Linked DNA regions of Mus musculus: regions 1 and 3 are each linked to region 2. Evidence: chromatin contacts called from public Hi-C data. All regions are on one chromosome and are shown on one strand. Each heading gives the region's core, a stretch centred on a gene start, on an enhancer-like site or on the middle of the called end of the contact. The rest is flanking DNA. Distances are from core to core; before and after follow the strand shown. Region 1 has its middle 29 kb from the start of Gm36260. Region 2 has its middle 27 kb from the start of Gm23795. Region 3 has its middle 3.1 kb from the start of Gm36260.

Region 1 (3,992 bases), core at 1,125-3,624, 2.4 Mb after region 2:
GACGCTTAACTGAATATGTTAATAACAGCAGTCATTATTTTTATAAACTCTTTACTCGTTAAGTTCCTCTCTTATACAGTGTTGCTTGCCAGAGCTCATTCAGGTCAGAACATTTAGCCTATCAACTTGAAGATTCGTTTTTTGCTTAATAAGTAGCAGAAGTAAAGTTAGGTAAGGTTCGAATCCTTATTTCAAGTAAATGAGCCACAGGGGTGGTTCTCAATGAGAGGTTACTTTGCCCTCAGAGGCATCTTCTACGATCTGAAAACGTCTACTATCACAGACTGGGAATAAGGAGGGCATTGCAGTATCAAGTCAAATAAGGCCGATGATGATGGACTCCATGGCTCCGGCCAATGAAGAGTATCTAGCTTCAAGTTTCGAGAGTTCTGAGGTGGGAATGTTGTGAGGTGATCGATCTACTTTCAGGGTTCGTTTGTCTAAAAGCACACAGCTAAGGAACACTGGGCAGATGAGTCAGTTTCTATACTGCTTGTCATCCAATCTCGAGGACCTGAGTTTGGGACCCAGTGATTAGATCAGAGAACTAGGCTCAGCTGTACTCACTGGTCACCCTGGTGCTGGCAAAGCAGAGACAGGTGGGTTTCTGAGGTTGGCTGGCCAGCAGCTCTAGTCAAATCGCTGGGCTCCAGATTCCGTGAAAGATACTCTCTCAAAAAGATGGAAGCCATAGAGAAAGACACCTGCCATCAGCCTCCATGTGAGTGAACACGCATACATGAACATGTACGCAGACATACACAGACACACATACACACACAGACACATGCACACACACAGACACACACACACACACAGACACACACACAGACACACACACAGACACACAGACACACAGACACAGACACACACACACACACAGACACACACAGACACACACACACACAGACACACACACACAGACACACACACACACACACACAGACACAGACACACACACACACACACACACACACGCGCAGGTGTACTAAGTAATGCTAACTCAAATAACACAAAACTTCCGAAACAAAGACTGAGAAGCAAGTTAGGGGACAGCGCCTTTAAAGTATTTATTAAAAGTTGCAGAACTTTCTGTCTGGATTCCAGAACATTTCATTTTAAGTTGTTTTACAAATCACTACAAGTCCACAGTAGTTCAGCAAGTCACAGTAGTTTCCTGTTGTGTTCTCTAGGGAAGATTCCAGAATAAGATGGACATTGGAGATTCTTTCAGGGCCAGGAAAGTCGGGTGCTCTGATGTCTTGGGAATGGATGTTTGGGCTCTTCCTAAAGATGCTTCCTTTTCTTGTTTTCTTAAAATTTTATTTATAATAAAAAAAAACAAGCAAACAAACAAAAAAACCATGATGTTGCCTTACAGACAAATTGGGAATCAAGTATATAGAAGCCACAGAAAGCTATGCTTTCTCGGAATCTGTCTCTGTCTCTCAGTCTATCTGCCTCTCTGCCTGTTTCTCTGTCTATCTCCGTTTCTCTGCGCATCTCTGTCTTTCATTGTCTCTGTTTCTTTTTGTTGCTGTCCCTCTGCCTCTCTCAAGTGTGCCCGTGCTCCCACGATTGTGTCTGTGTGCGTGCTGGTGCATTGACCCACGCATGTGCCCATGAAAACCAGAGGCGGTCCTGGGGTATTTCTCCTGCTCATACTTCACATTAATTTAGAGACCATGTTTCTCTCTCTGTGAACCTGGTGCCCACAGACTTAGCTACGCTGGTTGGCCATCCAGCCCTGCCCCAAGGATCTGCCTGACCCTGGCTTCCAGCTCTGGCATTAGAGACACCAACTACTACCCTTGGTTTCCCATGTCCAGGCTTGGGCTCAGAATTCAGGTCCTCACTCGTGCACAGCAAGCGCTCTTGCTGCTGAGCCACATCCTCAGCCCTTGAGGTTTTGGTTTTCTTTTTCGTTTTGTTTTTTGTTTTTTTGTTTTTTGTTTTTTGTTTTTTGTTTTTTGTTTTTTGTTTTTATCCTCACCTGTGATTAGATAGACCCTTTCGTTTTCAGTTTGGGAACATTGAGATAATTGAGATGAAGCCCTCTAAATGTTTGGATGCATTCTTAAGAAGGCTAAAAGGGACACAAATTAAAGACAGTTACGCATCTGATTCAAACGGCTCACCCTTTACTCCACTCCAGTATTCCAGGAACCCCTATCCCCACCCCTATCCCCACCCCTATTCCCACCCCCTATCCCCACCCCCTATCCCCACCCCCGCTCCTCAAAAATGCCCAGAGAAAGAATGAAAGATATTTTATTTTCTCTCGCTGATGCTGGCAGGGCTTCACTCCTACACGTCTGAGTTGTTTTCATCTTGCCAATTACTTTGCTATTTGTGAATGTGGCTACATAGCTCACATCAAGAGCCGTGATAACTCATGTTAATTATTCAGTTTGTGTATTAATGTTTGACAAGAGGAAGAAGAACTTTTTCTTCTTTGATTCTGGTTATAAAATGAGGAAACACCAAACAAAGCAGAAAGTGGGCTTGTGTGAGGAGGGAGTTTGCAGACTGTAGCGTTCATGCCTTTAAAACATCGGGAGAAAATTGCTTATAGAGCATTTGCCTTTAAAGATGTCTGTTAGACACTCATCTGAGTCAGCTTGGGTATGTCCTGACCCTCTGGTCTGAGCTGTGTTTCTTACTCTACAGGGGGATCAGCAGAGTTCTCACCATAGGATGGGAATCCCCTTTAGTCTTGATGCCTGCGTTCTTCCATTTTATTTAAGATAAAATTCTACCAAATTAGAAGTTCTGGTGGCCACTTAGCATCCCCATAGAGAGCATGTAATGTAAATTAAAGTTGGGGGAAAACATGCAGAACATTCTGGAAGTTCAGAGCGATTAAACGGCATGGAACAAGATATATACTGATCTCTAATGGAATGACCTGGGCTGCAGAAAGAAACAGCTAGCTTGGCTCAGAAATCCAGGGTGGGAAAACAAATTGCTTAGATTTGATTCAATATCTAGGAACCTTTGAAGTGGTTCTGGAGCAACAAGTAAATCACTTCGTTTCATGCCTCGGAAGGTAGATCCTTCTCTTCAGTGCTGAGCGGGAGATGTGGGGAGGAAGGAAACCATTCAAGTGCGTTATCTGCAGGGCAGAAGTTGTCACAAAACTCTGAAAAACTCTGAACTCCTTTGCAAGCAGTTCACACTAAATGGGAGGCTTGGGACAGCCTGTCCCGCTCGCCAAGGACCTGCAGATGGGTCTAGGCAGAGGGCCACTTCTCAATGAGGAGTGTTAAGAAATCCGGGTCAGGTATGGGCACAATTTTGACATCTTGTTGAAATCGGTGTCTCCTTTTGCCTGCGATGCTAAGTCTCTACTCTGGGGTCTGACCCATGGCTCTGCAGTACAGTTTGTTTATCACATACAGGTCCTTAAGTTGGAGCAACTCAGGAAGCGAGGGATTGGAAAGGAATGGAAGGGCAAGGGAAAAAGGCAAAAGCAGAAAGGGGCAGGGGCAGGGGCAGGGGCAGGGGCAGACAGCCCTCTACTGCTCTACTAGGTATAAAATGTGACTCAGTTTCTTCAATCTGGTGACTAAGCACTTAATACCCATGTAAGCTTTACCTCTCATGGATTTGTGCCAGAATTCAGAATATAGCATTGTGGTATCTGCGCAAACACAACTAGAAGAGTAGCAAGAAAATCAGCCAGGTAAAGTGCTGTCTGTCCTTCAGTCTCCTGGTCCAAAAATACCCAGATTACCCCCATACTGAGACATAGATCCCTGTGATAACATCAGATCACAATGTTAGCTCTTGAGTTTGTTTCAACACTGCCTCTGTCTCTTAAGTTTGGGGATTCTATGTGCTACTATGCCTGGCCCATACTATTATGTATTTTTAATGGGATTCTTTTCACTTCCATTTCCAGGATGAACAACTGTGATAAAGTAGTGGAATACCAAAAATAAAACTTTGCCCGAAATGATTTCAGCTCTTTCAGCCTGGTCCTCTTAAAA
Region 2 (3,750 bases), core at 34-2,533:
AGACTTTTATTTTGTCCCAATTCTAAAAATTTGCAGTAGGGTGTACAGTGTATGTGTGTGTATGTGTGTGTGTGTGTGTACCAGTGTGTGTGTGTGTGTGTATGCCTATGTGTGTGCCTTTGTGTGTGTGTGTTTGTGTGTGTGTGTGTGTGTGTGTATGTATAAGCAAATGAAGGGTCTGGTGTGTTTTTAAATAATTCCAAATTTGAATGAATGTTAATTTGTGTAAAACTTAAAAAGTATATTATTGAATTGAGCAGGAAATACTTCTATGAAAGCATTGGTTGAAAAATGCTTTCTTCCTTATGCCATCCAGGATTTGCCCGTAGATGTTGTGAATTCAAACCAAAGTCCACACTCTCTGTAAATGTGCTGAGTCGAACCTGCTTCTTTATTGTCTTTCTTTTTCCTTCTTCCTTTCTTCCATTTTTTTTTTTCACTTAGATTCCTTTAGGAGTGACATCTCACACTGGGAGATGTCAGTGAGTCCAGTTGCCCCTCCTTCGGGTCCCTGAGCTTGGCCAGAGAGAGAGACCTGCAGTTTTAGCAATGCAAAACTTAAATAAATGTTCTTTAGAGACCTGTATATGTCAAAACACGTGGAAAATACAGCCTGTTAATATTGAATTTGGGAACAGGAGAAGAATAGTGTGGGCTGCTGTCCTCTCTTTTTGCTGTTCAAAAGCATCCTAAGACAGTCGTGCCATTGGGAGTCAGAACAATGGGCAAGGACAGCACCCCTCACCTCTCTCCCCTAAGCCTCTGGCAGGGGTGTGACTCCAGCTTCTAGCATGCACATTTAGGCCCCTCTCTACCTAAAAGTTGCATGCAGAGAGCAAGCGAGCAGTTAAGTCAAAAGAACTCAACCAGGCTCCCTTTACCTCTTTTCTAGTCTAAGCTCTGAAATGTGCCTAGGCTTCCAGGGAGACAAATTGTTTAATTTGCTAACATTTTGGAGCTCTTTAGAATTGTGAAAGAGCGAATTTCAAAGTATGGAGAGACCTCTGACAGAGTCCTAGTCAGATAGAGACTCTCTCTCTCTCTCTCTCTCTCTCTCTCTCTCTCTCTCTCTAAGGGAAGCTAGAAGCTGTGTGGTGTCTTGGAATACTCTGCACTTTCTGAGTCTCATTTGCTGTCTATGTCTTAGCCTTCCTTCTGACAAAAGTTAAAAAAAAAAAAAAAGTTAGCAAATATCTCCCTGAAAATCCCTGCTATGACTCTTAACAAAAGACTTGGTGCAAAGTGAAAGTAACACACTGGTGCTCAGGATCCTTCAAGCACTTGGGATTTTGGCTAGCCAAATAATCACGGCTAATCCCTGTTCATGCGGTTTCCCTAGGAAGCCTTTTACTTACTCTCTGTTAGCAAAGAATGATGTTTTCTACGCATCCATGGGTTCCCACTGCACGTAAATATAAAATGACACTGCACATTTCTCACTGCTGTGTATGCAGTTTAAGCAAAACAAAACAAAAATCAAGAGTTGAAGTTCTTTCCTGACAAACTTTAAGTTTTATAGAATGTAAATTTCTACCAGTTTGAATAATGCTTTTACTTGCTTCCTATTTTTAATTAGTTATTACCTGATGAGAATAGGCTACAATAATAGAGAGAGAACATATGAAAAATAAGCAATTACATAAAATATCTAAAAAATAATGATTTAAAAAATGGAGACGGTTCCAGAAGACATTCTCAGTGAGACCTTGGGCCAGTAGCACCCAGATGTCTGGACCTATCCAGTTAAAATCCTTCAAAGTTGCTCACATTTTTTGACACATGTTGCTGTGAAAGATTAGTGAGCTTTCAATTTTGTTTTGTTTTGTTTTGTGAGTGTGGGTGCTTACAAAATAAAGTCTGAAGGGAGTGTTACGCAGATGCATTTTAGACTGTGCAACCCGATCGGTTTGAACTCTGAACGATCATATTATTTATTTATTTGTTTGTCTTTCCTTCTCAAAGACAGTTAATTACTGAAGCACCGAGAGAGAACATTTTGTATTCCTGCTTTGCGAATGTGCCTCGAAAACCTGAGACTAATGAGACCAAGTTCTCACCCCAGCTGTGAACTTGCTGACTTTCCTGCTTGGAAACCCGAGCAGAGCTTCTGAACATTGGTGAGTTATTTAAAATAATGATTGCTTTTTGTTATTGTTTCTGTTCTATGAAGAGTCAGGTTTTTTTTTTTTTCCCCTAACACAACAAAGACAATGCCTTGGATCTGTGTAGAAGTAAAGGTGCAATAGGCCTGGTGAACATCTATGGCTTGTATATTTATTTAAAGGCTTGCTGTAATGCATATTATTAAGGATGACAATCATGAACTTGCTTGCATTGTTTATTTTGTAAATACCCATAATGGAGCTCTCAGAAACGGAGATCAGCTGCCCCCTTGGCCATGATGGCCGACTGCTGGGAAGTGACTGCCCAGGGGCCCTTTATGACTTGGGTTCCTGACCTAGGCCTTTCACAATTTATGCTCTTAGAATATTTTTAAGTCCACGTATAAAAATTCCCCGTGCAAACATCTGAAATGAACTATGAGTCTACTACGCAAAAGTCCTATGGTAGATTACATTTGGATGTCTGTAATGGACTAGCACAGCAGCTGTGCTCGGGGAACTAGAAAGATGTCAGATATGGTGTTTGTGGCCATCACGTGCAGAAAGGACCCCAGGATTTCTGAGCTGCAGACGATCTACTTCAGACTGGAGGCTGGTAATTTAATTAATGTGTGCCTCTGACGCTGAGGCCAAGAAATGGAACGGGCAAACCCACCTCCCCGCATGAGACCCGAGGCGGCTCTCCCACTTTATTTGAATCCTTTGAATTTTAATTTCCCATTTTTACACTAACTCGTAGAAACTTCACCTGGACCTTCTGGCAGCATTTTGACCTTTCCTGGCTCTATCTCAGTATTTGAATCATTTGGGCTTTGGATTATGAACACAAGACACAGAATGAAGACAGGCTCTGAGGGGCAAGTCTATCTGGATTTGACCTGGGTAGCTGAGTCCTCTTCCCACTCGTTTCTCCACCGCTTGAGAGGCTGAGGCTGAAAATCCCAGGAATGAAGATTCTAAGAAACACCTTCTGCAAAAGAAAAAAAAAATGTTTGTTTCTGTAATTTTATAAACCCTTGATTTAACAGAACTTAAAAGGCACCTCACATGGTCCAGAGGCTCTGAATATCACATCTGCTTTTAATATTCTTGGGTGTCTTGGGCTTTTTTGGAGTCGGTTTGATGCTGTCTTTTGTTGGAGGACAACTGCTGTATTCTGTGATGCAGGGAGTTGCCAGTTCAAAGGATACAGCCTTACTTAGGCAATTTCTTTTCCCTTGCCCTCCCCCACTTTCTCAGTGTTTCCTTTTGTTTTTGGAGTTGGGGGCTTTAAAACAGTCACAAGAGGCTCTCAGTATATTTTCTTTGAAGAACAGCTCTTTATAACAATGATAGCAAAATTTGTAGTCCGGTTTGAAGTTGAATGGGCAGGGGAAAAAAAAATACTGTTAAGACCACCACCGTTTGTCCTGAGCCAGGTAAATGAATGCCTGAGACTCAGTACTGGAGGGACAGGTATAATGACTGTGAAGCAAATTTCAAGTGTCTTTCGCTAATTTTCATCTGGACTTCTTATGTTCAGGAGTAATTCAACACTCCTAGGTGAACTTCCCTACCACGGCTGATTATGTTAAATATCTTCCCTCCCAAACTCAGTGTGGGCAGTGCTTTAAAAGGAGCCTAGATT
Region 3 (3,872 bases), core at 1,300-3,799, 2.4 Mb after region 2:
AAAAGAAAAGAAGCAAGAAACAAGAAAGCACCTTTTTTTCTTTTTGCTGACTCCAAAGATGACAGGTTGAAGTTGACAACCTAATCCTTCAGGCTTGTCTTACTTACTGAAGGCTCAACTAATGTCAAAGGAGGCATCTGATAGCCGTCTTCATGCCAAACCTAACAGCTCTATTGCAACAAGAAACTTTCACATTATATTTTCATGTGTTTTCCCTGCACACTACTTCCTAACTTTACTGCCCACCCTTCCCTCAGCCCACCTCCAGCCCCCTCATTTTTTTTTCAAAGAGAAGAAGTCTTCTGGGCTGCAAAAACCAAAGAGAAACTGCTGGAGAGGGCCAGCTGGGAGCCAGTCAAATTAGTGGATTATTATTACCTTGGGGACCTTAGAAATCAAGTTTGTTGTTGACAGGCCCCTGTTTCTGTAAGAGCCATTAGGAGCTGAGATGTAAAGGCAGTTTGTCAATCAGCACAACATTATTTTCTTAAGTGGGTAACGGCCATTTGTCTCTTTTAGTTTGCTACTGCTGCCTGCAACCAAGTTTACCTCAATTGTTTTGTTTTTTTGTTGTTTTTTTTTTTTTCCTCTTGAATCAGTAAGAATATCAGTTCACACAGAAGCAGAGATAATAATTTTATAATTTTCTTCGGAACCTAGGCTTGTAACCCGGGAGGAGAGGTGAGGGGCTTTGGTAGCCTCGATATCACCAAGCAATACCAACAATGTTAGGCTCACCGGAACACATGATACAAACCGGAAACCACCGGGATGTCTACTGATTTGTGTATGGTTTGGACATCAGCTACTGTTTTACAGAATGCAGGGCTCCTGCTCAGTGGGCTGATGCTTGGCGACATTCTCACTAGATGGTTTTACATTTTTGAAGTTAAACAATTCATCTAAGAATTTGAACTTGGTTCCACGGTGTTTTGTTTTGTTTTGTTTTGTTTTGTTTTGTTTTGTTTTGTTTTGTTTTTGATGTTGTTTAGGGTTGATCTTAATTTTCCAAGTTCTGTGAGGAGTTTAAGCAAAGCCGAACAGGAAGACAAAGCACCCAAGTGTGCAAGGCAGGGAGGGGCTCACAATAAATAACTCTTTTGTTGAGACGTTAACTTCTAATTCCCTGAGATAAGCTGATTTTTTTTTTAGGATGATGATGCATCTCCACGATGGGCATTGGTCACCTTCTTCTGCTCTGATTAATGGTCAGAGGAGGAAAACCAAAATCTTCCAATTTAGCCTATTGCAAAATTATATGTCTGACCGGGACAGCAAAGCATCTTAAACATTTTTGGAAAAGAGAAGCGGATTTGATCATTTCCACGAAAACCTTTGCTAATGTGATTGTGTTTAACTCTTGGAGTCCCTTTATCTGCCAGGTGGCTGGATTGATTAAGGACAGCCAAGGGTATGGGTTCCCACCTGAAGAAATTTATCAAGGATTGATCAGCAAGGGACTTGATTTACAAAGGCATGGGTGGAGAAGGGCATGCGTTCAGTAGGATTTCTCACTATGTAGATTAAGAAGGTATTTTTAAAATGATAGCCACAAGTTTCCTCACATCTGTAATAATGTGTGCATGAAACAGCAGAATCTTCCAAGACATTCGGAGGAGGTTGGAAACCCCCCCCCCCCCCACACACACACACTGCTATATTTAAAACAAATATCTCTTCCCTGCCCCCACTCTTTGTAACTTGAATTCAGGGAAGCAGAAATAACTCATAAGCTTTGCCTGATATGAGTTTGTTTGGTTTTCATGCCTTGTATTGCATTGCAAATTGCTCTGCAGAAAAGAAAAGAAATGGGGGCGGAGGGAACTGCTGGTATTAGCTTTAAAGAACGGCTACAAACATACTCACATCCTATGAATTCTAAGTTTTATTGCAGCCAGTGTCTAACTTGCAGCTAAGTAAGGTAGACCATCATATCCATGCATTTATAATGGGTCGTGTACAAAGATGTGCTATATACTGGTAGTGTATATATGAAACAGACCCATTGTGTTCAAGACATGTGAGCCCTAAGCAATGTGATTCCAGTGATAGGCTATGTCCATTTTGCAGATGGGGAAATTGAGATGAAACAGACTAGCACCAGGAGGAGTGCCATCAATACTCAGATAATAGAAAAAAATCAGCTAAAAGGCTGGGTGCCTTGGACATCAGAAAACAGACATAAATATCTCCAGACATAAAAATCTCCAGTATTCAGGCCGTCTTGCCAAAAGTGTACACAAGACAGGATGGTTGGAAACGTTAAATGCAAATTAAATCTTGGAGCTAGGAATAAGAGCAATCATAATAAACCCATTTTCCTAGGTCCGTCCGACAGCGGCCCTTTTGTGAGCACAGAGCAGACAGACTCTAAAGAAACAACGCAGCCGATTTGAACTTTCCTCAGGCTGCAAAGTGTGCCTGCAAAAGCAAGCGGCTTCCAGACTACAGTAAGAAACAGCTCCCAGCAGCCTGGCTCACAAGCACTGAGCAGTCACCAATCCTTCCCGTTTGAGCATCTTTGGTTTTTGCCTGCAAGAGGCAAAGCAGGGAGCTGGCTCTGTAATGTCCTCCTAGTGCTGGCACAGTTCTGCGCTTCCCCTGGAACACACGGCCTCCCCCAGCTCGCCTCCGCACTTTTGTTTTATTTACGAATATGTTGCCAGAATTCCAATGAGTTATCTATTCTGCGCCCCGTCATTTTCCCACCGAGGCCTTGTCGCCGGCTGACTCAGGGTCCAGTCGCAACAGTGAGAAGAAAAGAAGACAGCGAAAGAATTCTTTTCAACTTTTTTTTTTTTTTTTTTTTTTTTTTTTATGTTTCACTCATTTCTGTCTCTGTCTCCTCCCGGGCCTCCTCCCCTCCTCTGCCCCCTCCAACCTCCAGGCCTCCCCCAGCCTCCTAGGCCCTCCTTCGCCCCTTTATGTTACACGATCGCTCAAATTGAAGCTCAGGAGGGTCCTATAGGGAATGCATAGGAACCCTGGGAGAAAAAAGCCCCAACAAGCTATACACCAGATGTATAATGTTATATGGTCAAACTGGCAAACACAAAGGCTCAAAAACAAAAGGCGTGAATTAGGGAGAGGCATTCAAAGGCGTGTTTTCAAAACAGCCAGCCAAGAGCCAGGATCCCCCTCCTGAGACTAAATGCTTGAAAGAAAAGGTGCTAAAGAAAGAAAGGAAAAGAAAAAAAATTTAAAAGCCCATTTTTTCTAATTAGCTGAGGCCTAACAGGGCCCTGAATTTAGCAACTAGTTTTCATCAAGGGGGCTGTGCCTGCGAATCTGGAAAAGATGCTTTGAAACCTATGATGTAGGCCTTCTTCCAACCAAAGCTAGGCTGGGTCCTTGGGTTGTTTGTTTGTTTGTTTGTTTTGTCTTTTTTTTTTTTTTTTTTTTTTGTGCTACTCCTGGCTTTGCTTTTGTGGATCTACCTTGCTTCATATCACATTGAGTCCCCCTTTTTTTCCGCCCACATCCTTTTCCCCTAATGCAAATATTAGCTGGGTATTATAAAAAGAAAAAATAAGCAGAAGAGAAAGCCACAGAGGGGCTCTCTGGCTCTCCTGGTTCTCCTTGCCAGTCACAGTGTAGAACTGCTAAGCAATTCATTCTATCTCTGTACAGAGCACCCAAGGCTTTAGGGAAAGGTGTCACCTCAGAATGTCTGCCTGCTCCTGTGTGCCTGGCTGGGTGCTCTCTGTAAACACTGGTCTTGGACATAAAAGGCTCTCCACCACTGTGAATTTAGACTCTGGAGCCTGATCTCTGGCTGAGGGGGTTGTTGTTTGTTGTTGTTGCTGTTGTTGTTTGATGCGGTTAGGCAAGGTTTTCAAGGCTGTAAGGTATATGGCAGCCCAGCTGTTTGC

Evidence for each region. A called contact is a pair of places that touch in the nucleus more often than the background predicts.
Region 1: a Hi-C map of uterus shows a contact between it and region 2, with 15 times the contacts expected there. The contact joins two enhancer-like sites. A contact is called at or near these places in 1 of 39 promoter capture datasets (hippocampal neurons), 1 of 15 datasets of contacts at CTCF or cohesin (the NIH/3T3 cell line), 50 of 484 Hi-C or Micro-C datasets (the 3T3-L1 cell line, 3T3-L1-derived adipocytes, the C2C12 cell line and 30 more) and 3 of 115 datasets of contacts at active chromatin or transcription factors (PVALB interneurons, astrocytes and embryonic forebrain).
Region 3: a contact with region 2 is called in a Hi-C map of uterus, with 7 times the contacts expected there. The contact joins two enhancer-like sites. A contact is called at or near these places in 3 of 484 Hi-C or Micro-C datasets (all in uterus) and 1 of 115 datasets of contacts at active chromatin or transcription factors (embryonic forebrain).

Annotation. Positions count from the first base shown.
Region 1 is chr7:71,406,912-71,410,903 of GRCm38.p6, forward strand. No RefSeq gene overlaps it. Among named protein-coding and RNA genes, the nearest start is that of Gm36260, 29 kb to the left of the region's middle. Within about 2 kb of position 2,375, at least 11 of the 459 cell types and tissues checked have an H3K27ac peak or open chromatin away from gene starts, as enhancers often do. A contact at or near this core is called in uterus, where this site is marked.
Region 2 is chr7:68,977,483-68,981,232 of GRCm38.p6, forward strand. No RefSeq gene overlaps it. Among named protein-coding and RNA genes, the nearest start is that of Gm23795, 27 kb to the left of the region's middle. Within about 2 kb of position 1,284, at least 18 of the 459 cell types and tissues checked have an H3K27ac peak or open chromatin away from gene starts, as enhancers often do. A contact at or near this core is called in uterus, where this site is marked.
Region 3 is chr7:71,380,947-71,384,818 of GRCm38.p6, forward strand. No RefSeq gene overlaps it. Among named protein-coding and RNA genes, the nearest start is that of Gm36260, 3.1 kb to the left of the region's middle. Within about 2 kb of position 2,550, at least 77 of the 459 cell types and tissues checked have an H3K27ac peak or open chromatin away from gene starts, as enhancers often do. A contact at or near this core is called in uterus, where this site is marked.